Linked DNA regions of Rattus norvegicus: region 2 is linked to region 1. Evidence: chromatin contacts called from public Hi-C data. All regions are on one chromosome and are shown on one strand. Each heading gives the region's core, a stretch centred on a gene start, on an enhancer-like site or on the middle of the called end of the contact. The rest is flanking DNA. Distances are from core to core; before and after follow the strand shown. Region 1 overlaps LOC134481544 (a long non-coding RNA gene). Region 2 has its middle 350 kb from the start of Rps6kc1.

The links. Hi-C and Micro-C count contacts between places; a contact is called where the count stands out from the background.
Region 2: a contact with region 1 is called in a Hi-C map of liver, with 6 times the contacts expected there. The contact joins two enhancer-like sites. A contact is called at or near these places in 2 of 12 Hi-C or Micro-C datasets (both in liver).

Annotation. Positions count from the first base shown.
Region 1 is chr13:104,181,119-104,188,188 of GRCr8, reverse strand. It overlaps LOC134481544 (a long non-coding RNA gene), which reads right to left. Exons shown (of 5, transcript XR_010057141.1): 5 at 4,927-7,070. Among named protein-coding and RNA genes, the nearest start is that of Prox1, 66 kb to the left of the region's middle. Within about 2 kb of position 2,653, at least 2 of the 93 cell types and tissues checked have an H3K27ac peak or open chromatin away from gene starts, as enhancers often do. A contact at or near this core is called in liver, where this site is marked.
Region 2 is chr13:104,670,567-104,677,636 of GRCr8, reverse strand. No RefSeq gene overlaps it. Among named protein-coding and RNA genes, the nearest start is that of Rps6kc1, 350 kb to the left of the region's middle. Within about 2 kb of position 4,261, at least 6 of the 93 cell types and tissues checked have an H3K27ac peak or open chromatin away from gene starts, as enhancers often do. A contact at or near this core is called in liver, where this site is marked.

The sequences.
Region 1 (7,070 bases), core at 1,404-3,903:
ACGGTAATAGAAAGATCTGTGGGGAGACTTTTCCTTATTGGCATTGGTGAATAGTTTTAAAGGGATGGTGTGTCAGCTTGGCAGGGAATGGGCGAGACATCTCTAACTGTTCTACTGAAAGCAGGCTGAGCTAGAACAGTGTTCACAGAAGAGCAGACAGATGCACGAGACTCCTCTCTGCCAGTGCTTTGTCTGGCTGTCAATCACCTGCACCCCAGTAGTTAGGCATGGCAGACCTGTTCCCTTGGCTCTGCTAAAATGTGACTTACTTTCTCCTTGTAGTTCCACTGAATCTCTATCCCAAGATTCTTGTGTGTGTGTGTGTGTGTGTGTGTGTGTGTGTGTTGGGAGGTGGCACACGGGTATACACGAACTTACATGTAGAAGCCAGAGGACAGTCACAGTTGTCCTCCTCAAAAATACCAACACTTCCTTTGAGACAGTTACTCTCATTGGGCCAGTTAAATACTAGCCAGTGAGTGCCAGGAATCCTCCTGCCTCTGATTTCACAATGGGATTATCAACATCTGTCCCTGTATCTGACATTTTTACCAGGGTTCTTGGGATCAAACTTGGGTATTGTTATCAACAAATTCTCCCTAGTTTCTCCCTAGTCTCAGGACTCTCGTGCCCATTTGGGTCCTTGCTCTCTCCCTGTTGTGCGGGCTGTCACATTCCCTGGAAATGTGAACCCAGAACTCCTTCCTCCCTCCACTCTGTGGCTGAGGCCCCTGACACTTGGTTTGTGTGACCATCAGGGGACTTAATAATTTTATGTTATGTTTAGGGCTTTTCCAGCAAGCAAACACACCACATCCTTATACAGAGGTAAACTCACAGAGACAGAGGCAGAGGAGGGCTGAGCCACTTGCTGTCTGAGGAGAACAGGGTTGCCACCTAGGATGGAGTCACCTGTCAATATGTGCAGTGTGCTATCTGCATTAACCAGCCCATGCCAGAGATCTGCAGTTCTACTCACATGGGGAAGGCAGCCACATAGTCTCTGTGCTATGGGGCTATAAGCTCAGCCCTGTAGCAGAAGCCCCGCCACTGTTTCTCATCTTTCTGAGTCATCATTTTCCCCCATGTTTGACATCATGTCATCCTTGAGCCTAGGAATGAGTAAAATGTGCAGTAGGATGTACCTGGAGTAACCTGTGTTCAACATCCAGTTGAAGGAAAGGAAGTCAGAGAGGGAAGTCACTGCTCACAATGAAGAACAGAGGCATACTTACCCCAAATTGTGTCATGTGTTTCAATGCCACCACCCTTGCAGCCTTTTTTCTTTTCTCTCCTCAATTTAACAGCCCAAAGGAGCCTCTTTGGAGTTCCTGGTCACAACCCATGCAGGGAATACAGAATGGGTATGTACCCTATCCTCCCATGGTGTGTGTGCAGGTATGTCAGAAATGGAAGAGACACGTGTACACACACATACACATAACACATATCTACATGTCCAAATACCATATCAGGAGACACATACATATATACACATTCATATGCACACATACAAATAGACATATACACATTAACACACAGGCATTCATATATATACACATATACAGGCACACATACACATTGATACATACTGACATATACACACACATATATATTTACATGATACACATACTTGTATACACATACATACATATACAGATATACATGCTTACACACATATACATGCATACACACATTCAAATATACATACACATGTATACACATATACACATACATATACTTATACACACATATGCACACATGTGCACATATGTACACATACACACACATATGCATGTATATATGCTGCTTTTAGGTTTTGGGTTGGCCTGTAGAATAATGGTTTTCAAGCACAGATAAGGGAGACATTATACCAGGAGGGAGGTTTACTTAAACTAGACCAGAGTTCAAGGGTACATGATCAGAAAAGAAACAAACTTACAAAATAAATGGGGCAAGGTCTGGGGCTGTAGTTCAGTAGTTGAACACTTACTTACCATGCACAAGACACTGGGCCCTATCCCCAGAACAGAAAAAAATATATATATTATATACATACACACATACATGTATATATATGATAATACATAATTTTCCTCGCATTTGGGTGGATGGCCACACAGGAGACCAGGCAATGAAGAAGAAGACAGTGTGTAGTTAGAACCTCCTTTGAGCTTAATGAAACTGAATGCTTCCCCATCAGAGACTCCATGACTGGAAGACAGGAAATCTAACCGCCCACACTCCTACCTTCCCTGACCTCTCACCCCAAAGCCTCAGGAAAGGGAAATCGATGAGGCCCCAAAGAGCAGGAGCCCAGAGCTGGGGCTGGAATTTGACCCACACGGACTGTTTGCTGATCCAGAGATGGGATCCGTTCAGTGAGCTCATCCTTATCTTGCGAGGAGACTGGGGAGTTTGGACTAAAGCAGAGTTGTGTTTTATTCAGTGAAAAACTTACCAGCCACCTTTGTCCTTATCACACACCCAGCCTCACAGAGAACACGTAACTCCAAAGACTCTTTCTAGAACATCAACAGATGGAAAGTCAGACTTTATCCCCAAATATCTTCCGTTTCCCTCTCTGTGGCTCTGCAGCCTGTGCCCCTCCCCACCTTCTGCAAATATTGACTGAGTTCAAGGGCAGTGGTCTAATGTCTAACTTCAGAGTCAGCATGCACTGAAATACTTAAGATGGTGCAATCCCCACTAATGAGGAACACACTGAACCCAAGGTCACTTACAGGCAATTCCTGTCCCCTGACCCAGTTGATATTTGTTTTATCAAGTCAGGGACTATTCTTGTCATCATTGTTAATCTTCCTCTCAGCAGATCTGTGCTGGCCGAGGGCATGCACTTGAGGTATGTTAGAAGAATGGAGGGCTGTATTGTGGGAAAGAATTTTTGCTAATTCTGTCTGCCTACAGTATCCTCAGCCTGGTTCATATGATCTTAACTCACTAAGCAAAACTGGAAGAGTCAGTCCGGAAAGTGTGCTGACCAGGAAGTAGATTTGGAGTTTGTCTGTTGACCAGGGCTTCTCTCTCTCCTGGGAACAACTTGACTCATCCACAGGGTAAAATCTTGATGGAATACTTTTTACCTGCAAAGACCGCACGGCCATGTGGCTCATTCAGCTCGTGGAAGCTCACTTTTGGTCCCCATGTGACCCAGTTCTTATCTGCAGGATTCCTGGGAGGCCTAACATCTCTGATAGCTTCAGCTGGGAGTCAAAATGAGATGGCACTGTTGGCCCAGCCATGGACTTTGTAGTGAACAGTCATGGATCGAACGCCGGCCTCCTTGAGCTACCGTAACTTTGTCTGTGCAAGCAATGGCGGCTCTTCTTGCAAGATTGTTAGGGGGATTAAACATGGCATTGTATCCGAAAGCAGTCGGCCTGCTGTTTCAAATGGGATTAATACCTTTTAACCTCCTTCCTTCCGCTCAGCCACTCCAGCTGCTGGCGTATCCCCTTTCTGTGCTGCATACATTTGACTCAGCGGAACCGAGCCAAGTCACACTGGAGGGGGTGTCATCTCTACAAGGATGAGCCAAGGAAAGCCTCAGCAGTACCCAGCACAGCAGCACTGAACCCAAGAGCCCCACACACCGAAAAAAATATAAATTTACAAATCAATCTGAGGTCATGGAGTGCTTCCCAGAGGGGGGGGGGAAGGGAGGAGGAGGGAGGGAGGGGGGAAAAGAAGAGGGAGAAACACAGACAGGAGAGAGAGAGAGAGAGAGAGAGAGAGAGAGAGAGAGAGAGAGAGAGAGAGGCTCAAACAGGAGAAAGGTAAGAGAGAGGGGCCATAAAAGAAAATCAAGAAATCTCCATGAAGAGGCCTTGCTTGGTGAGGCTTCAAAAACAATCTGGTAGTAATAGCAACGATTATATGTTTCTTCTGAACATAAATTTATAACCAAGTTATCCAGCAGACCAACAGATCTGGATAGGTTGACAAAGGAGACAAGATACTCCTTTAGACTCACAGTCATGCTGGTATCATCTACTGGGAGTTATGCCTCCAACATCTCTTAGTGAATTCTGATGGATTTCAGTCACATCCTCTCTGGAACATCACAACAATGACTGGGACCCATCAAGCTGTGTCCTCTTCTTAAACATACTCAGCTCTCAAAGGTCCCTCCAAACGACTTGCTCCCTGACCTCAGATAAAATGATTGTGTACAACATTGTATTTGTTACTTCTCTGTGACTCTGACAAAATATCATCCCCAAGGCAATTGGTTAAAGAAATGTTCTAGGGTAATAAGAGTCAGTCACCATCACCATGGAGAAATGAAAGGCATGGCAGCTGGGGCGGCTGGGGGCTCACATCTTGAACCACTACCAGAAAGCAGAGATAGTGCACTGGGAATTGTGTGCGACTTTGAAACCTCTAAGAACACACCAACAGCATACTTCCTCTGGCAAGACCACACCCCCAAACCTACCCAAACAACTCCATCAGTTGAGGACCAAGTGTTCAAAAGTCCAAGAGTATGGGGAACATTTATCACACAAACTATCACAAGTAAAGATGGTCAAAGACAATGTTCAAAGATACTGATGGCAGTGGGTACCCTATAGCCAATGCAGTGCAATACTCCATGTGCTCCAGCTAGGGAAGACAAGTATAATACAACATTGAGAATGTGTGTGTGTGTGTGTGTGTGTGTGTGTGTGTGTACACAAATATATATAAAATACACAAATATATATATAAATAAATATACACACATATATACATACATATACATGTATGTATGTATGTTTGATGTTGGAAAACTGATGCATCAACCTTGTAAAGAAATGACATACTTATATTTTCTGAATCTGGCTTCTAATCTTCCAACCTTGGTGCTTTCCAGTAACACCACATTGAGAACACAGGAAAAAAATGAGAACAGATCCTACAACGTAATTAATATTCAGATATTTAATGTATACTTTTCCTATGTGCTAGCAGTGAACAACTGGAATATGCAGTGGAAATTAAATAGGAATCAGACATTATAAATACTAAGACTGAAGCTCTAAAACCCTGTTGTAAAGATACAAGGAAATATCTAGAAACATGTGCACAATTGGTAACAACATTAACCACCGTATTACATTCTTTCAATGACCAAGTTGTCTAAGTTACTTTAAGGTAAACTATTTCTTTGTTTTCCTCAGAGCTGTTATAGGTAGTTTAAATTACACTCTCATTTTCATTTTAAAAAAAGGAAACTAGGCCACATCAAGGTAAGGTAACTTTGAATGGGGAAGACCCAAAATGATAAGTATATTTATCTTCTCTAATTTATTCTATTACATTACCTTGAAAATTAATGCAATAAAATTGCTGTATAAATTAATACAACCTCAATCAAATTTCAGAGACTGGTTCATGGAACTCCACAAATCACTCTAAAATTTACCAAGAAGAGAAAAGGTCTTTCATGGAAAGCCAGTGCAATGTTGGATGGAGCATATCAGCTAGTGAACTATTAGAATTAAACTACTACATCTTATTGAAATGATGGTCATGTAAGTTCAGTACAATTGTCTGATGCTCAAAATCTTAGAGGCCGGCACACAGAAGAAAACATTTTCAATGTACATTTTGATCTCTTTCTCCTACCATTTTCTCCTAAGTATCTACAAAAATATAAAGGGACAGTAATTATTAATATAAAGGCTGGGGAAAACATTTTAGAAGTAAACTTGAAAACCTAGGAAAGGAACAGATGAACAAAGAAATGTAACCAGTGCTAAAGACCACTTCCAGGTCAGGGGAAGAAGATGAACCACTTAACAAAGAACACGAGGTAAATCTGCTAAGGAGACAGAGAAGGTTGCTAAGCTTAGTGGCCCAACCTTAGTCTTAGGGCTTTGTAGCCTTAGACAACAGGACTGAGTCTGTGCTTGGCCCAGGCTACACAGTGAGACCCTCAAAGAACAAAAACCACTAGCAACAACAAGAAAATCAATTAAAAACTCAAAAGTTATATCCCCCTGCATGACATGTATAAAACTAAACTCTTGATAAAAGGTTGGAATGTACACATGCTCACATGATTGAACACACACACACACGCACGCATGCGCACATGCACAACTGGAAAACTGATTTAATATGTAGTTTGGAAGACATTCTAAACATGACAAATTCTAGAAGCCATAAACAGTAGTAACATGAGAGTGTTGCTGCCCTGTTTACTTTTTTCATAGCTGTGGCAAAAAGAAACTGAAGGAAGGATGGTGTGAGGGTACCTACTACCCATCATGGCGGGGGAGGGGTGACCATACCGGTGACCCTGGAGTCTGAGGCAGACAGACAAAGAGCAGTATGCCCCTGATTCTCCCATTTACACGTACTTCAGGACCCCTGTCTGTGGGGTCCTGCCACAGATCTTCCCTCTGCAGTTCAAACTCTCTGGAAAAGTCTTCCCAGACATGCCAGGAAGTATGTCTCCCAGGTGTTTCTAAATCCAAACTGAGGATGAAGATAGGCCACCAAAGTTACACAAAAAAGTTATATCTCAGTATCTTAGTCAGGGTTCTATTTCTGTGAAGAGACACCATGACCAAGGCAACTCTTATAAAGAAAAACATTTAATTGGGTCTGTCTTACAGTTTCAGAGGTTCAGTCCATTATCATCATGGCAGCATTCAGACAGACATGGTGCTGGAGAAAGAGCTGAGAGTTCTATATCTTGATCTGAGGGCAGCAAGGAAGAGACTGTGTGCCACACTAGGCATGGCCTGAGCATATAAGAGACTTCAAAGCCCACCCCCACAGCGACACACTTCCTTCAACAAGGTCACACCTCCTAATAGTGCCACTTCCTATGACCAAGCATTCACATACATGAATCTATGAGGCCATTCCTATTCAAACCACCACATTCAACAAAAGCAACAGAAGTATGGAGCAATCAGAGATGGAAGAAAACGAATTTTACATGCGTACAGACTATTAATCTTATATAAAGCCATCTGTAAGTTAATTAAAGTAGGATCCCATGATGGTTAAATGACAAAAGGTACGAATGGTCATAGCACCAGAGAAGAAAGGAA
Region 2 (7,070 bases), core at 3,012-5,511, 490 kb before region 1:
TATGAGTGCACACTTTTCTAGAGGACCTGAGTTTGATTCCCAGCACCTACATGACACTCAACTGTCTGTAACTGCATTCAGTTCCAGGGATCCCACCCCTTCTTCTGACCTACACAGACATTAGGCATGGGAGTAGTACACGGTCATGCATCAGATATAATAACAACAACAACAACAACAACAATAATAATAATAATAATATAATGATAGCTCTTTATAAAACATTAATGAAAATAAGTAGGTTGCATTTCAGCTAAAAAAAAAAAAATCAGAAATAGGAGTTAAAAGAGACCCAGAAAAAGCAGGTTGAGGGAACTCTACAAGGTAAAAGTAGAATTTAGTAAGTTCTTCAACAGTGGAACATGTAATTAGTGAGTAGAGCCGTGATCTAAGGTTCGAGCTCCTCTATACTTCCTGCTTAAGTTGTACTAAAAATCTCTTCAAGGTCTCAGGGACAGATCGGCTTCGTGGCGTCTCTTACTTATCATGGACCTCTTGTCTGGCGCTGAACCAGAAGTGGTTGCTCTCCAGATCGTTGCACAACTATTCTGGGATGTCTTGAGGCTTTCACTCTCCTGCGCCACTCTTCTGTCTTGCTGGAGCAGATCCTCCCGGAATTTCCTAGCATCCAATATGAGAGGGACGCTCCCAGAGCTGTAGTACACCTGAGATGGCGCGCGTGTCAAACATCCAGGGCCGTGAGTCCCTGGCTTCCTTTGGGACTTTGAGAGGCACCCTCTCCTGCATTTCCTCTCATGGGTGTTACTCTTGGGGATCTTGATGACAATTCTATTTTTTTTTGTAGGCATTTTTCCCTTGATGAAAGCTTCTAGGACTTTTACTAATTCTTTGTAGATCTAAGAGTTCACATTAATTGTCCCCACTATTGTTCTTGTCCCCTTAACGCTCCTTTTTGCAATGGCTGCTTCTGTAGGAGATGGATCAACCCAAACCTGTGTCCTTGAGTGCAGAGATACCCTGTGTCTACTCTCGGGGACTCTCCTTGATGCTGCTGAAAATTTTACACTGTTTCCCCTGATGTCTTATATCCTTATATAATGATTTTAAGTGAGTCCACTGTTTTACATTCAAAACTGTTTCCCATTTCATATGGTGTGTGTGTGTGTGTGTGTGTGTGTGTGTGTGTGTGTGTGTGTGTGTGTGTGTTCAGTCCCAGAATTTCCTCCTGTCTTATTGTAAAGCAACATCTTTTTTTTTTTTTTTTTTTTTGGATTATGGCTGTCTTTCTAAGTCCTCCATGGTCGATGGTCGTCTGTCTGTTCGTGGTGCCAGGCAGTGGAAGTCCTGACCGCCATCTCTGGCTGTTTGTGGAAGTCATGGCACCTGTGAAGCTTCCTTTTCGGGTCAGCATCTTGAATCTCAGACTCCACGCCGCCCCCTGACTGACCAGGTGTTTTCCATCAGCCTCCACTACTCCTGGGTTTATCGATACATTCTCAGTGTTTAAGAAACTGGGATAGGAAATTTGGGTCGTTAAGGGAGAGTGGGGATGGGCCAGTCGCCACTGAGAGGCCAAGCGTGTCTTTCTGCTCTTGTCTCCCACATCTCAGTCCATTCCAGACACCCAGTTGGCTTCTTTCTGGGTCGCAGGCCCCTCTGGTAGTCTGGATTTCCTGTTGTGTCCCAGTCTCCCCAGGCACTGACTTGAGCCATCCTTCTCTTTTCCAGCCCAGGGTGCAGCCTGCCCTTCAGCGCACGACATACTCTGCTTCTCCCTTTTCAGTCTTCCCCTCGAGTTCTTCTGTTGTGTTTATTTATAATGTTGTGCTATTTGCTGTCATTTCAGATACTTTATACCACCTCTTCTGCGACGGTAAACATTCTCTGTGATGTGTAGGTTTTTCTAAATTGATTCTCTGAGTTAGCATACAGAGTAATGGATCCTGGGAGGGCGCTTTCTGTTCTGTCCTGGGTCCCCTTTCCCACACCCCTCCTCATCTGCATGCCCTCCTGCTGGCCTCCTTCCTCCCTTCTAAACCCTGCCTCCCCTTTACTTCACATATATTCCATTGTTTAGCTTCAGGTACTTCATAAATTAGTAGAAATATATGTATTAGTACAGCCACCAAGGGCCCCACAGGTCACCTTCAAAGTTTGAAGTCTGGCCCCTGGGTGGGATCAGCGGAAACCATCTTTGAGTACGCCCCACCTCACTTGGCCTGTGGGCGGGGCTTCTTACCCCCTTCCCTCACTCTACAAAGCCCACTTCACCTACCACACTCACTCATGTGCTCTGTGTCACATGTGAGTTGCATCCAATTTGGAACCCATTGAGCGTCAGTCGTAGTCTGTCCACAGAAGTAGTGTAGGCTGAGGATTGGTGATACCTGAGGGTACTTGGGAGTCTAAGCCAAGTCCTGCTGCTCTAGAGTCCGCTGGTCTACAGGCGAGTCCCATGCCTGGCCTTGCCTGCCACGTGACCGGCCTCAGGTACAACATACTTAGAATGAAGTTGGTGACAGTGTTTTATGGTGTTGTTATGAAGGTAGATGGTATGTCATGCACAATGGAGGATGTTGCGGGGGGGGGGGGGGATAAAAAAGGCGTGCCTTGTCACCGGTTCCCACGCGTACTGCTCCGTGCTTTCTTTCCCGGGCTCCCTCTGACCCTGGTGGTCCGCGAGCTGTTCACTCAGTTTCCTCGGTGGGTTGTTACCACCCCAGGCATACACATCCCAACTCTGTAGCGGGCCCCATGCGTCCCGCCACCACATGCTTCCTTGAACTCAGTTAAGTCGCGCAATGAAAGAACACACCAGACAATAGTCTCTGATCCAATTGATATGATATAATTTGCCCATCTAGACCGCTCAAAGTCCTGTACATACCCATCCCTTTAAAATAGTCATAACAAGCTGTATCTATGCGCAGAGAAGAATCTTAGCATCTGTCACCATGTTCTCCCAGCTCCTTCCTCCTCGCTCCACCTCCTCTCTCTTCTCCCTCCCTTCTAAAACTTCTGTTCCTGCCTCCCTTCCTTCTCATCCAATGACAGGCCTCGTTTTATCTTGTCTGCCTCCACCTGCATAATGACATCAACCTACAGGAGGAGAACACTGACTGGCATGTCATGCGCAGTCAACAGCCATACCCTGTCTGCCAGCAGGACAGCACACTGACAGCGAAGGCTAGAGCAGTCTGAGGAAACGCCGAGTCAAAGGCTCGGTGGAGATTAGAACCCAGAGCTGGTGCCAAAGCTCTTGCTCTTGACCTCTTGATCTTTTGCCACTGTTTAGTCTTCCCCTTCCAATTCCTACTTCTGTGCACTGAAGCCTGTCCAGATGCTTCACCCTCTGGTGACCTCTGCTTCTCTTTTCCTGCAGCTTTTGCCTTTGGTTTCACTGGAGTAAGCATAGGGGGAGGCTATCTCCTTAGGTCAGGCCATCCCCTAGGCTGTTGGCGTTTGTCCTCATTCATGTGGTCTATTCTTTAGTTCCTGGAACTACAGGGCTCTGAGAATTACCACTGCAGCAGTGCCTATGGCCAGGGACCATGGCTGGCAGACACCATCTTGTCCAGCAGGGCATTGAAGACCAAAATTAGATCTCTAGTCCACCGGAGGCTTTGACTGGATAAGTGGGAGGTGAAGGAAGTGGATTTCACATGTGGAGGATGCCGGGCGTGAGTCTTTGGAGTCTCAAGCTGTCATTGTAAGGGAAACTGAATTTGAGCAGCCGTTACGCTGGATGCGCCCACTCACTGAAGAAGCATTTCGTTTCCTCACCGTTGGTGGGAGGTGCAGTGAGTGTCTCAGTTAGCTAGGCTGGGTCTCAGAAAGGCATTAAATGGCAACCAGTTTTGGTTCATTCTGCTATTCCCCAGTCACTCACTCAACATTATCTGGAGGATTGGCCAGGTCTAACAGGAGGCACAAATGGCCCTGTCACCCTGTCCAGTGTGGTGTGTGTGTGTGTGTGTGTGTGTGTGTGTGTGTGTGTGTGTGTATGTGGGGGGTGATTCACCAAAAAGGGGACCAGAAAATAAAACATGTGCTTTATTCCAGCTCAGGTCGGGAGAGATGGAGCAGGGATGGGAGTGAGGGAGGGGAGACAAGGAGAGACAGAGGAGAGAAAGAGAGAGAGGGAGAGACAAAGAGCGAGAGAGGTAGAAGGGAGTGAGAGGGAGACAGGAAGAGGGAAAGAGAAACATCTGGTAACCATCCCTGACAAAGAGAGACACCTGGTAACCCTTGAGGGTTCATAGGATACTTAGTAACTAATGTGCAGGATACTTAGTAACTAGTGTGACAACCGATTTTTTGGTGCGGTGACTCAGCAGCTCTGTGGCTTTGATCAGTCCCTAGTATTGAAGGTGGCGTAATAATTTAATTCCTGGGGGGGGGGGTGGTGGTTCTGAGAACCAGTGATGACAGAGCTCTGGCCTGGTGCTGGGTGGTTACTTCTAGGCAGTGCTTTCCCTGGAGTAGACGGGGCAATCCATCTGCCACACCGGCTTTTACTTTATGCTCGTTAAGCAACTTTTTGACAGGTCGTTTTCTTCCCTGGGGTGGTCTTTGCAGACAGAGTGCTGTGAATGGTCAGTGTGAGTTCTCCAGAAGAGATCTACAGTGGTAACTGGATGGATCAACGCACCTGTCAGCACTGGGGCTGGTGAAGGAAACCCTGCCAATTTAGCCCTATGAATAAGAACCCCGAGTAAGAGCCAGGTTCCACCTCTTCCTCGGATGCTCAGCTCTGAGGACTGTGATGGCGTGTAAGTCCTGCTGGGAACCCTCTACCCAGCTAACTTGATTGGTCTTCCTGGCACTGACGCTCCTTAGAAAGGGTCATGTGTTGGGAGGTTGAAACAGAGAGGCCCCTGGAGCGATGCCCACGTTTGGCCTCTTATAACCTTAGGCCAAATAGGAGGTAAAGCTGGCCTGAGCTAAGGTGGCTTGATGGGTTCAGAGGACCTGGGGATGTGCGACAGCGAGGATTACTTTCACGATTCCAGAGATGCCCCAGGCCCATTCTCTTGTTTTCCATCCACGAGCCACGACCCCTATTGATGTGTTCTGGTTGGGTAGGGAAGTAGCTGGGTCCCATCTACTGCCCTAGTGGATACAATGCAGGGCGGGCCTCCCCAACAGCTCTATTATAGATCTCTAGTGCTTTGATAAAACCCACTGTACAGCAGTAGTCTCAAGTATGCCCAGGCATGGCTTGAGCAGGGCTATGCACCCGGTGTGTATTCATCAACTTCAATAGACCCCCATGTTTGAAACAATGCCTTAATTTTTTTTTCTTTTAGAGCCTGCACGGAAGGGTGGCATTGTACCGGGGGAAGGGAAGAGGGACTACAATGCCTGCGAATCAGAGCCCTAAAGTACGTTTCAATTACCCTTCTATTATCCAGCTGGTATTTAAGCGTGTTTATTATTCAAATCAGCAGTGAATGTACTGCTGTTGTGTAAACAACTGTCAATTGTTGAGACAATGATTAGGAAGCACTGTCCCTTTCAGGTGTACTTAGTGGTACTTACACCCCAGCCACTTCTATTTAAACATCACGTAAGCACAATGCCTGAGCGACTACTCTCGCTCCTGCTCCAGCTCCACATGCCAATTCTATTACATTAAGAGGGAAATCTATTAAATTTTTCATTTATACACATCCGAACACTGTTCTTACCCATTGTGTCATTAAGGCTCAGATTAATAGAATAGATGTGCCGAGAGATACGGGGCGTATTGAAAAAGCCTGTTCAGAAATAAAAGCCAATTTCTCGCCATTATTTGGGGGTGTTGGAAAGCTTTCATGCAAACAATGCAAAGAAAATTATTTTCTGAATAAAAAGCATGACACGGAGAAAAGAAAAAGTTGGCCCCCAGAAAGAACAATCTTGAACCCTTATTAGCTCCATTACTGATTCAGGGCAGGGGGGTGGAAAGGGCTGGAGTGGTAGCTAGAAAAATAGGACATTTGTAAAACGACTGTGTGTTTCTTTTGAAGGTTCTTTGCTGTCCCGGGAAGGTATGTGTATATGCATGTGTATGAACAAATATGTGTACACATGTATGTGCATATTATGTGCCTGTTTGTATGTAAATATGCATGCATGTATGTGCTTGTGTGTGTGTGTGTGCACAAGGGTGTGTGTGTGTGTGTGTGTGTGTGTGTGTGTGTGTGATTTGTGAGTTGCTACGTAGAGTGTGGTTTTGCCACTAGGCTGTGCTCCCGGGGAGTTCTGCCTCATTCACTAAGCATCAGTTCTCACAGGCAGCAAGCAGATGCATTTCAAGTCCCAGGGCAAAGGTGGGAACTATTGATCCCAGCCATGACGTAACTGCCAGGGATTCGTGCATTTTTCTCAGGTATGTTTTCAGAGATCGATACTTTAGTTTTTGATTGCTCTCAGCTGCTAACTTACAGATACTATCTACGGTGTCTACTTTTATCTGGTTATAAAAGGACATGTGCCTGAAAGAGGGAAGAAGTCAGAGGGCTTGATTGGAGATTGAAGACACGAACTTGGCCAATTCACAGGTGGAGGCTTGAGTCAGCCCCACATCTGGGATTCAACCAGTGGTGGATGCTAAGTAGCTTTCTAAGTTGTAACGAACTCAACCTGTGTTCTCTCCCCTAGCCCCCTCCTGCCCCGCCTCGTCATTCCCAGAACAACACTGTGCAGGGTTTGCCTTGTATATAACTGACCCACAGAAGACTTAGAATGTAGGAGTGTGCGGGAGAGAATGTGTTTAGGTTACATGGAGGCCCTGTGCCTTCTTGAGTAGCCCTGCGTTTAGAATCTGCAGGGTATCATGGAACCTGTCCCCTGGGATATCCTATGCATATCCACTAGGATGTCCCCAGGGAATGGGGACAACTGAAGACTATACTTGGCCACACCTCCCAAGTGAACAGCAATCTGCTAAGTAGGATGTAACTAGCATACAAAACACTACCTCTAAATGGTTTCAAAATGCAGCATAGCCTTGGTTCTGTAAGATCTCCTCTCTCAGGGTTGGGGATTTAGCTCAGTGGTAGAGCACTTGCCTAGCAAGCACAAGGCCCTGGGTTCGGTCCCCAGCTCCGAAAAAAAAGAAAAGA